2 separate regions of the Zea mays genome follow, and region 1 is linked to region 2. A link is a contact called in public Hi-C data. All regions are on one chromosome and are shown on one strand. Each heading gives the region's core, a stretch centred on a gene start, on an enhancer-like site or on the middle of the called end of the contact. The rest is flanking DNA. Distances are from core to core; before and after follow the strand shown.

Region 1 (7,208 bases), core at 1,410-3,909, 220 kb before region 2:
AACCTCTACAGGGACGGCTCTACGCGCTGGATGGTCGACCAGCTGGCCAAGGTTCTCGCTAAGCTCAGCGTGGTCAACGTGCTCACCAACGTGCAGGGAGAGATTCGAAAGGTACTTCTTATGCAGCAGGTTTAACTAACCAGAACACCCGTACCTCCACAGCTCCACTGTCGGCTCTCCTCTACTACATTTATTAATCTCCTCTTGCTATGATTTTGGTTTGGTCAACTTTGAACTTCAATTCATTCCCTTTTATATGTATCATGCGAATGACCGAACTCTCTTTTGAGTAGTAATGAACAAACTGTTTGTTTTTGTTTTCCAAATCATTCCCGATCAGATGTCCAAGGTTCCGAACTCTGACCATATTCTCTTCTTTATATACTCCGTACATGAATACTCCATGGTGTTCGACATGCCCATAAACTCTGGCTGAGCAATGAGGACGAGAAACATTAAAAAGAACACACATACATTTCAAACCAATCGAATGAGACTATGGTCAGCACAACAAAATCTGGAGACCCTGATAGAAATAATTAGGATGTTGCCTAAAGAATGTTCAGAAGCAGAAACATCAGATGGGCAATGTAAACATTTCAAGTTCGGTTCAGCACAGTTTCGTATTCCAAACGTGAGCAAGAGCCTCTGTAAAGAAAATGGGCATTAACATAATTCCAGTTTATGGCGACCAAAAATCAACGGTAACTAACAATCATCTAGAAGCTGAATTAACGAACGTTCAAATGGCATACAACAAAGTGGGGGCAAGATAAGTTCATGCCGTTGGAGCATTCCCAGGTAAGTCCGAAATTTTCATGGTAAAATTCATTCAACTACAGCTAACAAGTCTGACTCACGGCAGAAGCAGTGCTTCTCTTCATCAGTACCAAGCTCCACCTACAACACAATGAGCTAAGTCAGCTAGGTTGATTGAATCGGAAAATGTAGGGCTCACGGCAAGGCCAAAAAAAATTGTTAAGAGAAAATAAGCCAGTTACCTCATAAGCATTGATGTCTGAGAAGAGAACCTGCAAGTGCAAACTGGTTACAGTATTCTACATTATGAGCATTGTACTACGGTAAAAGTAAAAGTACATTCAACAAACTATGCAAACTGTAAGAATTGACACAGTAACAATTTCAATTGCCGGAAAAATTGACAAGGATAGAAAACAAAAATAAAGCATGTCTATTTCTGGCGTGACAAGCAGATTTCAGTAGCAGACAATGTCATAATGGTAGCATCTTGCAAATTAGCACACTATATTTGTTTTAGAAACATAACCACTCTTCAATCTACTCAAGTAAACATAGTCCATTCACTTAGTTCCTTTGTCCAAGATAAACAATAAATTTGAATAGTAAGATTAGAAGACAAACCACAAAGCAAAGTGTGACATAATATGATAGATTGTTCTCCAAAGTATAAACAAAAGTGTGAAATATATGATAGATTGTTCTCTAAAGTATAAACAAACTTCACACGCAAAGCACAAAAATGCTACTTGTTTGCACAAGTGAGCATTTGAGCATGCATCAATAAGAGTTAAGTCATAAAATGTTCCTTACCTTCTTCCCAGCCTCAACTTCACTGACTTCAGCACCGATCGATAGAATCTAGCATGAACAATACAATGTGGTCAGACTATATCCTACTAAAATTAACAATCACAGAAACAGATAGTAGTGCCTTCAAGATCTCACCTCACCCATCAGATATCTCTCAAACTTAACAGCAGATTTTGGTAGCAATACACCGCCAGCAGATTTCTGCATGAATAAAACAGTTTTGTCAGAAACTCAGAACTCAGAACAATCAATTATATCAAACTATCAACTTCTAAAAACTTCAGCAGACACATGTGCATTCCTGTAATACAGTTTCACAGGAAACAGGATTGTACAGTAATTCAGGTATAGAAAAGGACGGGTGCAACAGTTGATTCTAAAATTTTAAAATTACAGAGCCCTGCTAACATGTCAAACTAACCACACTTATTGATAGTACTGCAATATCTCTAATCGGTGCAGTAAACAGAATACTGTAATTATAGTTGGGGGAGTGTTAGCTTGAGTGAATCAATTATACTGCTATATAAATAAACTCAGATTCCATAAGACATTTCAAAACCCAAGTGGTCGTAGTTGCTCTCAAAGTCAGAGTAACTACAGCACTTAGGCTTTATACGGCTACACTCGTATCCGTCTCAATCCATGCGTATTGGAGTGGAGACACGATTGATAGCGGAGAGACCTCAGGGATCTGCTCAAGACGGACGAGAACCCGGTCGTTCTGCGGCGCCACCTGCCCCCCCCAAAAAAAAACCAAGAACCACACCGTTAGACTTAGATCATAAATTCCACCCAGCAAACCTTGAAGACTCGAAACCAGAGCGCATGGATTCACACAGCAGCGAACCCACCCACCTTGGCAGGGTCGTACTTAAGCGCGGCCACGCGCAGTCCAGCCCGTCGGGTGTGGGCAGCGCCTAGCGGCCTGCGGCTGCTGCCGCTGCTGGCTAGGAAGGGCGAGGTGGACATGGCGGCGAGGAGTGAGGGCGCCATTGGAGCGGAGACCAGGGGGCGGAGGCGCGGAGCGTGGAAACTTCCAGAACGACGGGCTTCCTCTCTCTCTCTAGAGGATAGTTGCGTCGCGTGCCGTCCCTTATCTGTTTTTGCACGGGGATGGATTTCTTCTCGATGCTTCTATAGTTTCTTGTTGGGCCTTCATCTCGAAATGGTCTGTATAATCTGGAGGTGGAGGGGCTTAGCATCAATTTCGGCCCCATTACGAATTTACGATTTGTGCTGGCCCGCTGGAACAATGGGCCTGAAACAACGTAAGTTTTCTTTTGTATAATGCTTCATATCCTCGATATGGAATGGAATGTAACAACCGGCCGTAGATTAGATAAGCGCCCTTGCTGCGCTAGTTTTAGCCTCGCAATCTGTCTTTGTCGTTGTTTTGGTTAAAGAAAAAGGCTGGAAAAGCTCGGCGAATGGCAACTTCTCTATTCCGTTCTCATGGCAGAGCCCTTAGACACTGCACGTAGACACTGTCGGCCAGCTCTCGGATGATAATTGTTCAGAGAAACAATTCTGGCACCAGGTATATAGAATTAAAAAGGATAAACACCACAAGTTCATTTGTCTGGTAGCGGTTGGTATGCCGTATGCGTGGTACTTCCTCAAATTCAATACTAAAAGCAAAGTCACCAATGGTTTTAGGCAGGTCAAACATTTTGATTTAACTGGAATTTTAGAAAGTGTTAATAATATTTATTGTACATCATAAATAGTAATAGTCTCTTATATATACTAAATTAGTTAAAGTTAAAATATATTTAAATTTCGAAGAAGCAAGAGTATTTTATTGAGTGAAACTGTTAGAAATTGTAGTTAGCTAAAACGTTAGAGAGCAGTTTAAGAAAAAAGAAGAACCACATGATATGGGCATATGTCTAGTAGTCTGCATACGGTTGGCTGCAAGATGGTTACTACCTCTACCTCCCTAAACAAATATCCCTAAATAGATGCCGTTTTGTGTGTGTTTTTGAGGAGTTAAATTCTTTCCGCTTTAACTAAAATATATATAATAAATAAATAATTGTAGTATATAATTACTATGATTAGATAGATCGTTAAATCTATTTTTGTAATAAACTTATGTGGAGATGCGAATTATCTGAATTAATTGTTTGCTAGAGAAATACAGATCGGTATATCACGTAGGAAATTAAATTAGAAGGTTAGCATATGGGACGCAAAGTTTACACTGGTTTCAGATCTCAACCTCCCGTCTCTTTGTTTAATATCCTCGAGTTTACAAGCGGGTCCTCATGGTAGTTGGCTAGCGGAGGCTAGCTTAGGCGAGATGTCTAGAGATGTATGGGAATATGGATGCTAGTTGAGTTAATGCTAGGGAAATGTATTATGTATATAATAATAGTATAGTGGAGTATGGAGGATTGATTTAGAGTGAACGGCTGTAAAGAATAGAGATATAAGGGAAGAGAGAACGCTGACAAGACACGTGAGTGAGATAATATAGATGATAAAATTTAAAGTAAACCATAGAAGATAGTGTAAAATCACATGAGAAATTGATCGAGGGCTTCCTATCCTACCCCTGTCTATATATGGGCTGGACTAAGGCCATCACAGATACATAGTCTAAAGACTAGTTTAGGAGCTATAAAATTGGAGAAGATTGAAGAGGTTAAAATTCTCTTCTTATTTAATTTTGAATAAGAATTCATACATCGTCATTGGGTTTTGGATAGACGACGACTCGTGGATTCGCAGGCAGTCCAACTGCACACGCAACATGAGGGAAATTACGACGAGGATCACCTGCAAAGGCAAGTCAATTTTGAGATGGACAGCTAGACGCCTAGACGGGTACCAAACCAATCCACCATGAACACGGCGAACCGATGGCACGTCACATGTTTATTAGCTCCAAGATTTTATCTGATTGCGAAAGGTTAGTGTAGAGCTTATTAGTGCTGATAAGGATGTATCATTTTCTTTTTTTTTTAGCGTTACGAGGATCGATCCAATCATCTGGTCAACGACGACATAGCCTAGTTATTGTTAACAATGGGCTAGAGCTAGCACTAGCAGAGGGAACGGGGGCAAGCTAGGTGGCACTGGCACCTGCTAGCTAGCTTGCTTGTTATGCTATCTCTCGTGGTTTCTAGTAGGTGCAGTCATGCATTGACAGTGCGTGCGTGCGTGCGTACGTGATGATGCGAAGGAGCGGAGGGCTGTGCGGCATGCGTGACGAAGCGCAGCGTTGAAAGCCGACCGCCGAAGGCGTGGGCGACCCAGGGAAAGAAAAGAGAGCGTCACCGATCGATCGATGGACCGGGACTGGAGTCGAGTAGTGGAGTGGCGGGAAAGAAACGAACGGGGGCCTTTGATTACGACAACGGATAGCTAGCGGTAAAGAATGTTCTTTCCTTTGTTTTTTTTTTTTGTTTTTTGCCAACGACGTATGTTGTGAGGAAAAAAGAGAAAAGAAAAACCGGCCAACGTGATTCTCATGCGCGCCCAGCCCAGCATAATGGTCAACAAAGTGCAAATGATCGATATGCCTCTAGATCTCTTCAGTTGTTGTTGTTGTTGCCGAGTAGAAAGATGTGATATGATTTGAATGAATATATCACTACCAGAATCTGGGTCTTTGTCGAGTGCCGGTCGGTTTGCCGAGTACTTTTTATCGGGCACTCGGCAAAGCCGACTTTGCTGAGCGCCGCACTCGGCAAAGTCCTACGCTCGGTAAAGATCTTATTTACCGAGTGCAGGACACTCGGCACAGCCAAGCACTCGGCAAAGACTGCTTTGCCGAAAGTCAAACACTCGGCAAAGATTGCTCTCGGCAAAGGGCCGTTAGCGGCCGTCTACAGCTGACGGCCGTCAATCTTTGCCGAGTGCCAAATATTGGGCACTCGGCAAAGGACACTTTGCCGAGTGTCTTCCCTAGACACTCGGCAAAGTATATTTTTATTTTTTTTATTTTGTCTCCCAAACTTTTTGTGGTATGTTCCTACACTATGTAGACCTATATTTATCATTTGTGGACAATTATAACAGAGTTTTCAATCGTTAGTAGATTTAGTTCGTTTATTTGAATTTCTTCGAAAAATTCAGATTTGAACTGCAGGTCACTCGAAACTTGGAAAATCATGCATGCAAAAATAATATTCATGTTACTTAGCATAAGTTATGACCGATTCCAGGAGCGGACCATAAACTTCGAGCAACATGCTCACTAAACATGGCCGTGAACTTGCCATCCACATATTTAAAAATTGTATAAAACACAAACAAAATCAGAAAATCATGAAACTTGTCCACGTGTCATGATATCATATGTACATGCTGTGATAAAAAATTGAAAAAATTTCGAGAAAACTATGACGCGCTATGTGTACAAACCTAAGAGATCCACATTGAAACTCTATGATTTCATTTGTAGTTCTCCTAGGTTTCTACACATAGTGTCTCACAACTTTGTCCAAACATTCTCAATTTTTTATCACAACCTGGACATATGATATCATGACACGTGGACAAGTTTCATGATTTTCTGACTTTGTTTGTGTTTTATACAATTTTTAAACATGTGGATGGCAAGTTCACGACCATATTTAGTGAGCATGTTGCTCGAAGTTTCCGGTCCGCTCCTGGAATCGGTCGTAACTTGTGCTAAATAGGACGGGTATCATTTTTGCATGCACGGTTTCCCAAGTTTCGAGTGACCTGTAGTTCAAATATGAATTTTCCGAAGAAATTCAAATAAACGGACTAAATCTAATAGTTATAAAAAACACTTTTATAATTGTACCAAAATGGTACTAGTAGGTCTAAATAGTGTAGGAACACACCACAAAAAGTTTGGTTGCCAAATAAAAAAAATAAAGTATACTTTGCCGAGTGTTGCACAATTAGCACTCGGCAAAGGCGGCTTTGCCGAGTGCCTGCCCTTTGACACTCGGCAAAGTATAAAGAACAGAACTTTGCCGAGTGCTGTACACCTAGCACTCGGCAAAGCAGCCTTTGCCGAGTGCCGGATCGCGGGCACTCTGCAAAGAAAGTGACTTAACCGGCCGTGCGGCCGGCTTTCTTCTTCCTTCTCCTTTTCTTCTTCTTTCTTCTGCCTCACCGCCGCCACGCCCGACCCGCGCTCCGGCAAGCTGCCGGCGCCTCCCCACCGCCGCCCGCGCTCCGGCAAGCCCGCCCACGCGCCACCGCCGCCCGCGCTCCGGCAAGCCTCACCGCCGCCAGCGCCCGGCCGCCCGCGCCCCACCGCCGCCCGCCCACGCGCCACCGTCCGCCCGCCTCACCGCCGTCCGCCCGCCTCACTGTCGTGCGCCCGCCTCACCGTCATCCGCCCACACGCACCACCGTCCACCCGCCTCACCGCCGTGTGCCCGCTCGCCGCCGTCCGCCCGCCGTCCGTGCCTCCGGCCGCGCCTCCGCTGTCCTCGCCTCCGGTACGTAATTGAAGAACAAACGATGGTTTCTTCTAGTTTCCACTACAAATAAACAGTAAACATAAATAGGTTCTGTCAGTTTCTGTTAATTACCTGTAGAAATTAATATTAGTTGGTGATGGTGGATATGGATGTCGATTAAATGTGATTGTCGGCCATCGTGTCGTTGATATATGTGTGGATGTCAGCCATTGTGTTGTCAGT
Region 2 (7,337 bases), core at 3,236-5,735:
AGCAGAAGATGCACTGTCAAAGCTAGGGTCCAGTCGGGCGCAGGTTCCACCCCACATATTTGTTCAGCAAATACGACAGCTGAGCACCACACTAGGGCCCACCGAAGAATGCAAGGTAGTGGATCATGCAAAGTTAGACCCAAAAGACTAAAGGGAGCCAATTATCAGATACATCAAGAATGAGGAGGAGCCAGACGACAAGGCTGCTGCAGAGCGCATAGCAAGGCAGTCAACTCACTACATCATCATAGGAGCTCTGTTGTATAGGAGAGGGGCAGCAGGGGTCCTCATGAAATGCATCCATTCGGGTATGGGGAGACATATGATAGAAGCAATCCATGCAGGACAATGTGGAATACACGCGACATCGAGGACCTTGGTAGGGAAGGCCTTTAGGGCAGGTTTCTATTGGTCGACAGCGAAGAAAGATGCAGCCGATCTAGTCCAGAGGTGCGAAGCATGCCAGTTCCTATCTAAGTAGCAGCACCTACCAGCCCAGCAACTGCAAACTATCACTATAACCTTGCCTTTTGCATGCTGGGGGCTTGACATGATTGTACCATTCAAGAAAGCTCAAGGAGATACAACCATGTACTCATCGCCATCGACAAATTCACAAAGTGGATAGCGTACAAGTCGATTGCCGCTCTAACCTCAGTAAGGCAGTGGAGTTCATCCAGGAAATCATATTCAGATTCAGGATACCCAACAACATCATCACAAACCTAGGATCTAACTTCACCAGAGGAGAGTTCTTCAATTTTTGCGAACAGAGGAGCATCAAAGTCAAGTATGCGTCGGTAGCACACTCGAAAGCTAATGGACATGTAGAAAGAGCCAACAGAATGATACTTGAGGCACTCAGGAAGAAAATATTTGACAAGAATGAGAAGCTCGCAGGCAAGTGGATCAGGGAACTACCTTATGTAGTCTAGAGTCTGCGAACCCAACCCAACTGGTCTCTGCATGGGAACACTCCATTCTCCATGGTGTATGGATCAGAGGCAGTGTTACCAGCAGACCTAGTCTTCGAGGCACCTAGACTGGCATTCAAAAGCATAGCATAGGTAGAAGCAACCAGACTTGAGGAAGTTGATGTGCTAGAAGAGGAACACTTGAATGTTGTCATCTAGTCGGTTAGGTACCAACAGACTCTGAGGCGCTACCACGATAAAGAGGTATGGAACCGAGTATTTGCAGTAGGAGACCTAGTACTCCGCCACGTATTGTCAGGAGAAGGACGGCACAAACTATCACCGCCATGGGAAGGACCTTTCATCGTCGCGAAAGTCACTCGACCAGGGTCGTACCGGCTAACCCAGATAGACGGGACTCCAATAGGAAAATATGGAATTTCGAGCATCTCAGGAAATTTTACCCATAGTGACACCATAAACTCCAGATGGTGGGTTACACTTTGTCAACCGGAGATCTCATTATCAATAAAGCTTATGTGTTCGTCCACATGCAAACAAACTCTCAAATAGCGATCGGCTTAAGTCGGAAACGTCTTGAGTCGGTGCTACATGCTCACTCTTACATGCCTTAGGGTGACTACTATACCCTACTAACGGAGCGATCGACTAAGTCAGAAATGTCTTAAGTCGGTGCAACACGCTCACACTGACATGACTTTGGGTGACTACTATACCCTACTAATGGAGCGATCGGCTTAAGTCAGAAACGTCCTAAGTTGGTGCAACATGCTCACGCTTACATGACTTAGGGTGACTACTATACCCTAGTAACAGAGCGATCGACTTAAGTCAGAAACGTCCTAAGTCGGTGCAACACGCTAACGCTGGTGACTACTATACCCTACCATCAGAGTGATCGTCTTAAGTCAGAAACGCTTTAAGTCAATGAAACACACTCACACTTAGGGTTGAGTCTTCTCCTTAATCTCGAGGGTCACTTAGACCCCACAAGGATCACCACACAATTAGGTGTCTCTTGCTAGCTTTAGAAGTCACTTGAGAGTTTAGAAGGAGATGAAGAAAGCACGATCAAGAAACCAAGCAACAAAGAGCGACAAATGAAACACTAGCTCACACTCTCTAGAATATCTCACAAGGCACTTAATCATTAATGAACACAATCACAATTGTTGCACTTAGAGGATCTTTGATGCTTGTGTGAGGCTTTGGAGTGAACTCTAGCTGTTTGCAATGAATGTGGGAGTTGGAATGCTTGGATGTAGTGAATGGAGGTGGTTGGGGTTGTATTTATAGCCCTCAACCACCACATAACCGTTGTCACTTTTCTGCCACACGCAGACGGTCCGCGCCCCTGGGCCGGACGGTCTGCCCCTGCACATCAACGATTGGAAACACAACAGTCAACAGTTACAACTATATCAATGGTTATGAGTGCATTAAATGAGTCGTAAGATGTCAGATAAAGCAGTCACAGACGGTCCGGCCATGCACCCAGATGGTCCACGACGACACTAAAAATGAATTTTACCGAACCCGGCACCTTCGGGTTTTTTTTCCTGGTTTTCAACGGGTGGATGGTTCACAGTTAAGGGACCGGCGGTCCGCGCTTGGTACCGGACGGTGTTCTCTTCTCCTTTGGACATTCCATAGCAGAAGTTCTGAAATTAGCATAGTTCTTATCCGAGGTGCACCGAGGTGTCGCGGACGGCCTGTGCATAGGTAATTTTCCAAAAAGCTCTCCTATTTGGAATAATCTGCGTTATTCCGGACAATCGACTTAGAATTGAGATGGATAGACTTATGCACCTATGAAACAATTAGCTATGCAAACTTGTTAGTCCATTAGGTTGTGATGGTCATCAATCATCAAAATAAATTTAGAGAAATTGGTAAAGGAAATTTCCCTTTCAGAGGGCTGAGGCGAACCCATGGGGGCGGAATGAGATGGCCGGCGTGGTGTGGCAGTCAGAGGAGCAGTGTCTAGGCATGTGCGGAGAAGGGGCGCGTGCGGAACGCGATCGATGCGAGCAGGAGCTTTGGATCAGCGGTTGGGCATGTCCGAAGGAGAGGTTGAGGGGCGCCTTGTGTGCGTGGCTCGAGGGCAAATCTAATTTTGGGGGGAGGAAGTGGGGGGCTTTCGTGGACTTAATTTAACACGTATTGCAATTGCTATTGGGCGGTGACCGGGGCTGCAGCCCAAGCAGTCCCGACACGAGATCCACCTCTGGTCAAGACTATGTTTCGGTTGTAGGATTTTCAAAGGAATCGGTTTTATGTAGTTTTGACTCTGTAACAGTATTTGGAACCTAGGATTCCTTCTTTCCTTTGGTGAGGAAAGGTTCTTGCACCTTTATGATTTTAAGGGAACCAAAAATCAACTGTAATCTCTTGTTTGTTTTTCCTACGTGAAGTCCAAGATAAATCTCTCTTGCCGCAAGCTCATCACGTTCCAAACTACAGTTGATCTGGATCTTGTAGTGTAATTGAAGGAGAAATCTTGGGGTAGTTGTTGAATGAATCCCTATTACATAGGGACGTAATCGGATCGAATACCATATTTGTTTTTATATTTTTTCTTCAGATTCCGATCGAATACAGATATTAATCAAATGTATCGTATAAGACATGAATAGCTATCGACATCATATTTATCCATTTTTTAGTACTCAGGTACGGATCGAATACTAAATATCTGGACTCGAATACGAATCAGATCTAACCCTTCCAAACGGATTAGAACTCGATACGAACCCGTACCATTTGCACCCCTAGTATTACAATTTGTACTCCTTTGTTCCAAGGTAGCGTATCTGGTGCAACCTTGCAACCAATACACAAAAATTGTGGTGGGAGGATCTTTAAAAAAACAGGAAGAGGTGGGAGGGTTGTTTTCAAAACTAGTCTTTTTAAAAGGTCCTCCCACCCCCATTAAAAAGAAAACGTATCTTGTGTAATCGTGCAACTAAGACACATAAATTGTGGTAGGAGGAACTTTTTTAAAAAATTCAGTGAGAGTTGTTTTGGAAAACGGTGTTTTTAAAAAGGCCCTCCCACCCCCATTTTTGTGTCCAGTTGTCTTGATTGCACCAGATACGTTCCTTTGTGTTTAGAAAAAAGGTCATCACTCCTGTGTTCTCTCATAATTCTATTTTCTATCCATTCATTCCAAACAGATCATGCAACTATTCTCAGCATGTAGGGGAGAGTGCGCATTATCGGTGCGGTTTTTTCGGAGGGCAAGCATACAGATACAGTCTAGTGGCATGATGGAGAACCGCACTTATGACTGATTTGGTGACAAAAGGATCACGGGACGATTTGAGGGGGTTGAGGGGGAAATGAAATAATTTCTCCCTCAATCCCCTCCAATTTCTCGTGATCCCTGTCACCAAATCAGCCCGGATACCCCAGATCAGATCGATTTGAAGTCTTGGACTTCGCTGGCGTGTGATTTTTGGCTCGGCAAAAAGGAAACTAGGCGCACCTTAGTTTGGTGACTCGTGGCGGGCTCGGGCTGGTTATCTCGCTCGCGTGGGCCTCCTAGCGATAGCAGCTGCCGGGGCCCCACGAAGCTGCGCGGCAATGACGAATTGACGATCGAGTGGTTGGCTTGGTTCGCTGATGAAGCCGGGAAATGAAATGGAATGAGGATCCGATTCCAACGCTTGCGACTTGTCGCCCTTGCCTTTTTTTCCCCCGTGGGCAAGCAAAGCAGTCCGACTCGTTCGCTCGCCCGGCCGATCATTTTACTTCCTCACAGTTATAGACAAATGCTAATCAACCCTCGATTGTTCCATGCGTGAATTTCTTTCCGCTGGATCTGACATACATTGCTCCCTGCGTCGTCCCTGTCTCTACCCTTGTGGTTCTTTTTATGTTCTATATATTGACGCTACTTTTTTCAGAATTTAATTGTCGCGCCTAGATTTCTAGTGCCTATTTTATTTCCTTCCTCTTTTTTTAATTTCCTCTCATCTTTCTCCCATGCTGGTTTTTTTAAGCGACGGGCGAGTGGCGATTTTAAGGATTTGAAGAAGTTTGTTGCTTTCTGCTACCTTGGGTGTTGGATTTGTGGGCTTAGCCAATTGAAAAACCAATTAAATCCTATAAAATCTCAAAAGCCTATGTATGATAAGGCGACGGTGAAATCAATAGTCGTATATTGCTAGTACCATATGCGTGCGTGCTCGCTGGTATAGGCGGGGCAAAGGGCATGGGTACGTGACGTGTGCATGAAAGGTCCGCCAAAATCCAAGTCTCATGCTTTGTGGGGCGCGACTTCCTTTTGCTATTTTCTAGTTTTATTTTTGGTTGCTTGGCATTAAGTTTTGATTCCTTATCGAATAATGATAAGGTCATGACATGAGATCAAATCATGATGTGAGTCCTTATCGGACGTTGAGGCGACTCTATATATTGCGCCTAGCAAGCACCGCCAAAGATATCAAAACACGAATTAGGTTTTGCCTCTACTTGTTGTTGTGCCGCCACCGTGGTCTTCTTCACCCGAGCGCATCTGCCTTCAAGATCCTGTACCGGGAGAGGATGAATAAGGTTTCTGGGAAGTGTCTTCATGCGATTGCTCGTGTTCTTCTTGATGACTGCCCCAACGCTGCCCTTGCCGCTTCAGTATCTTCATTCGGTATGTCCAATCAGTACGTGCCATCAGTTCTAATCTCGTATTCAGTTTATCTTTAGTTATGGATATGTTCTACACAGTTGCGGAGCTCCGTAAAAATAACGCCATGGGCCACTCTACAAATATAACGATGTACTACTCGTCTTTTAATTTTTCGCACTTTAGGGGTGATAACATTTAAAACAATCCAGTGAAACTGTGACAGACAGGGAAAGGGAATCAGACATTCGGGAACAATTACTCACAATAGAGAAGAATCACGGGCACATGACAGCAGGCAGTCAGCACTCAACACACAGCGCTCGCCGCTCAGGTGGTCGTTGCCCATTGGCAAGGGAGGCGCTCTGCCCTCGCCTATGAATAAGAAAAGAAAGGGAATCGGGTTGAGAAAGTTGTATAGTTTAGAAGAAGATGTAATGCCAGAGGCGAATTTGGGCGGTGGCACGGCGCCAGTGCAGGTCGCGCGCATCATTGCTACAGAGTCGTAGGGACGCTGGAGGCGGACTGGCAGAGGTGGAGGTCGGACTGGCACTGGTGGATGCCTGAGTCAGAGCCCGCTCGGCCGCCTCGGAGGTTGCTGCCTTGTGCCCTTGCCGGATTCGTAGAGCCTAAAGGTGTGGAGAGCGGTAGAGGACTGAATGGAGGCGGCCACGCCACTGTCAACATAGGAAACGCAGCCGCGCATGTTTGCGAAATAATTGGAAGAGCCTATATTCTCGCGACTTGAGCGACTAAGGGAGGCCGCCAGCGTCAGGCTCAATCGGTGCAAGCAGGATGTCTTTTGGGCCACATTTTTTAGCTGAAATGTATTTTTGGGCTATATTTTTTGATTGAAAAAAGACCTATATACAAGAGAATTTTTGGGTTGCACCCCGAGCCACGACCCAGGTGGCCCGGGGCCCAAATCTGCCCCTGGTTCTACATACTGCTTAATTACTAGTCTGTTAGGGAACAACATGCTAATTTATTTATTGTTATTCATGATTTATATTCGGAACTTAATCTAGAAAATATCTAATTACTCAACATTAGGCTCCTAGTAAACTTTTTAGGTTCATTCTAGCATTATTATCACTCTATATTTGGTTCAAGTTTTATTCTCTTCATGTTGTATGATTCATGACGATTTTATCTTAGGTTTTAGCCTATAGTTGTGCGTTAGATTTACTTAGTAAGGTATGTTGTGCTTGCCCCAACCTCGGTTTTGACATTGGGCTAGTTTTGGATCTACATGATTTGGTTTTTGAGTTGGTTCATCCGACAGATAGCTGGTTCAAAAGTCGCCTAGAGGGGGTTGAATAGGCGGAACCTCAAATTATAAACTTAAACACACATTAAGGTTGGGGGTTAGCGTTAGAATTAAATTCAAGTCTGAAAGATTGTTTCTCTTGCTAAGAGTTGCTCAAAGGATGCGGATGACGTAGGGGAGCAAACTCAAATCAATACTAGCAAGGAAACGTTAGAGAGAGGAAAAAGGGCAAACAAATCAAGCAAGAATCAAGGCGAGTAGACATGGTGATTTGTTTTACCGAGGTTCGGTTCCAAAGAACCTAGTCCCCGTTGAGGAGGCCACAAAGGCTGGGTCTATTTCAACCCTTTCCCTCTCTCTCAAACGGTCACTTAGACCGAGTGAGCCTTCCCTTAATCACACGGGTCACTAAGACCCCGCAAGGACCACCACACACTTGGTGTCTCTTGCTTAGCTTTACAAAGCACTTAAGAATTGTAATGAGAAAGGAAGAAGGCAATCCAAGCGACAA

What was found. Hi-C and Micro-C count contacts between places; a contact is called where the count stands out from the background.
Region 1: a contact with region 2 is called in a Hi-C map of bundle sheath, with 3 times the contacts expected there. The contact joins the promoter of LOC100273606 here to the enhancer-like site in region 2. A contact is called at or near these places in 2 of 25 Hi-C or Micro-C datasets (bundle sheath and leaf).

What each region holds. Positions count from the first base shown.
Region 1 is chr1:97,498,342-97,505,549 of Zm-B73-REFERENCE-NAM-5.0, reverse strand. It overlaps LOC100273606 (CHL-CPN10), which reads right to left and starts at 2,659. Exons shown (of 6, transcript NM_001365740.1): 1 at 2,431-2,659; 2 at 2,258-2,308; 3 at 1,708-1,773; 4 at 1,573-1,620; 5 at 1,002-1,031; 6 at 653-900. The coding sequence starts at 2,568. The coding sequence ends at 829.
Region 2 is chr1:97,276,534-97,283,870 of Zm-B73-REFERENCE-NAM-5.0, reverse strand. No RefSeq gene overlaps it. Among protein-coding and RNA genes, the nearest start is that of LOC103637679, 170 kb to the left of the region's middle. Within about 2 kb of position 4,485, at least 12 of the 20 cell types and tissues checked have an H3K27ac peak or open chromatin away from gene starts, as enhancers often do. A contact at or near this core is called in bundle sheath and leaf, where this site is marked.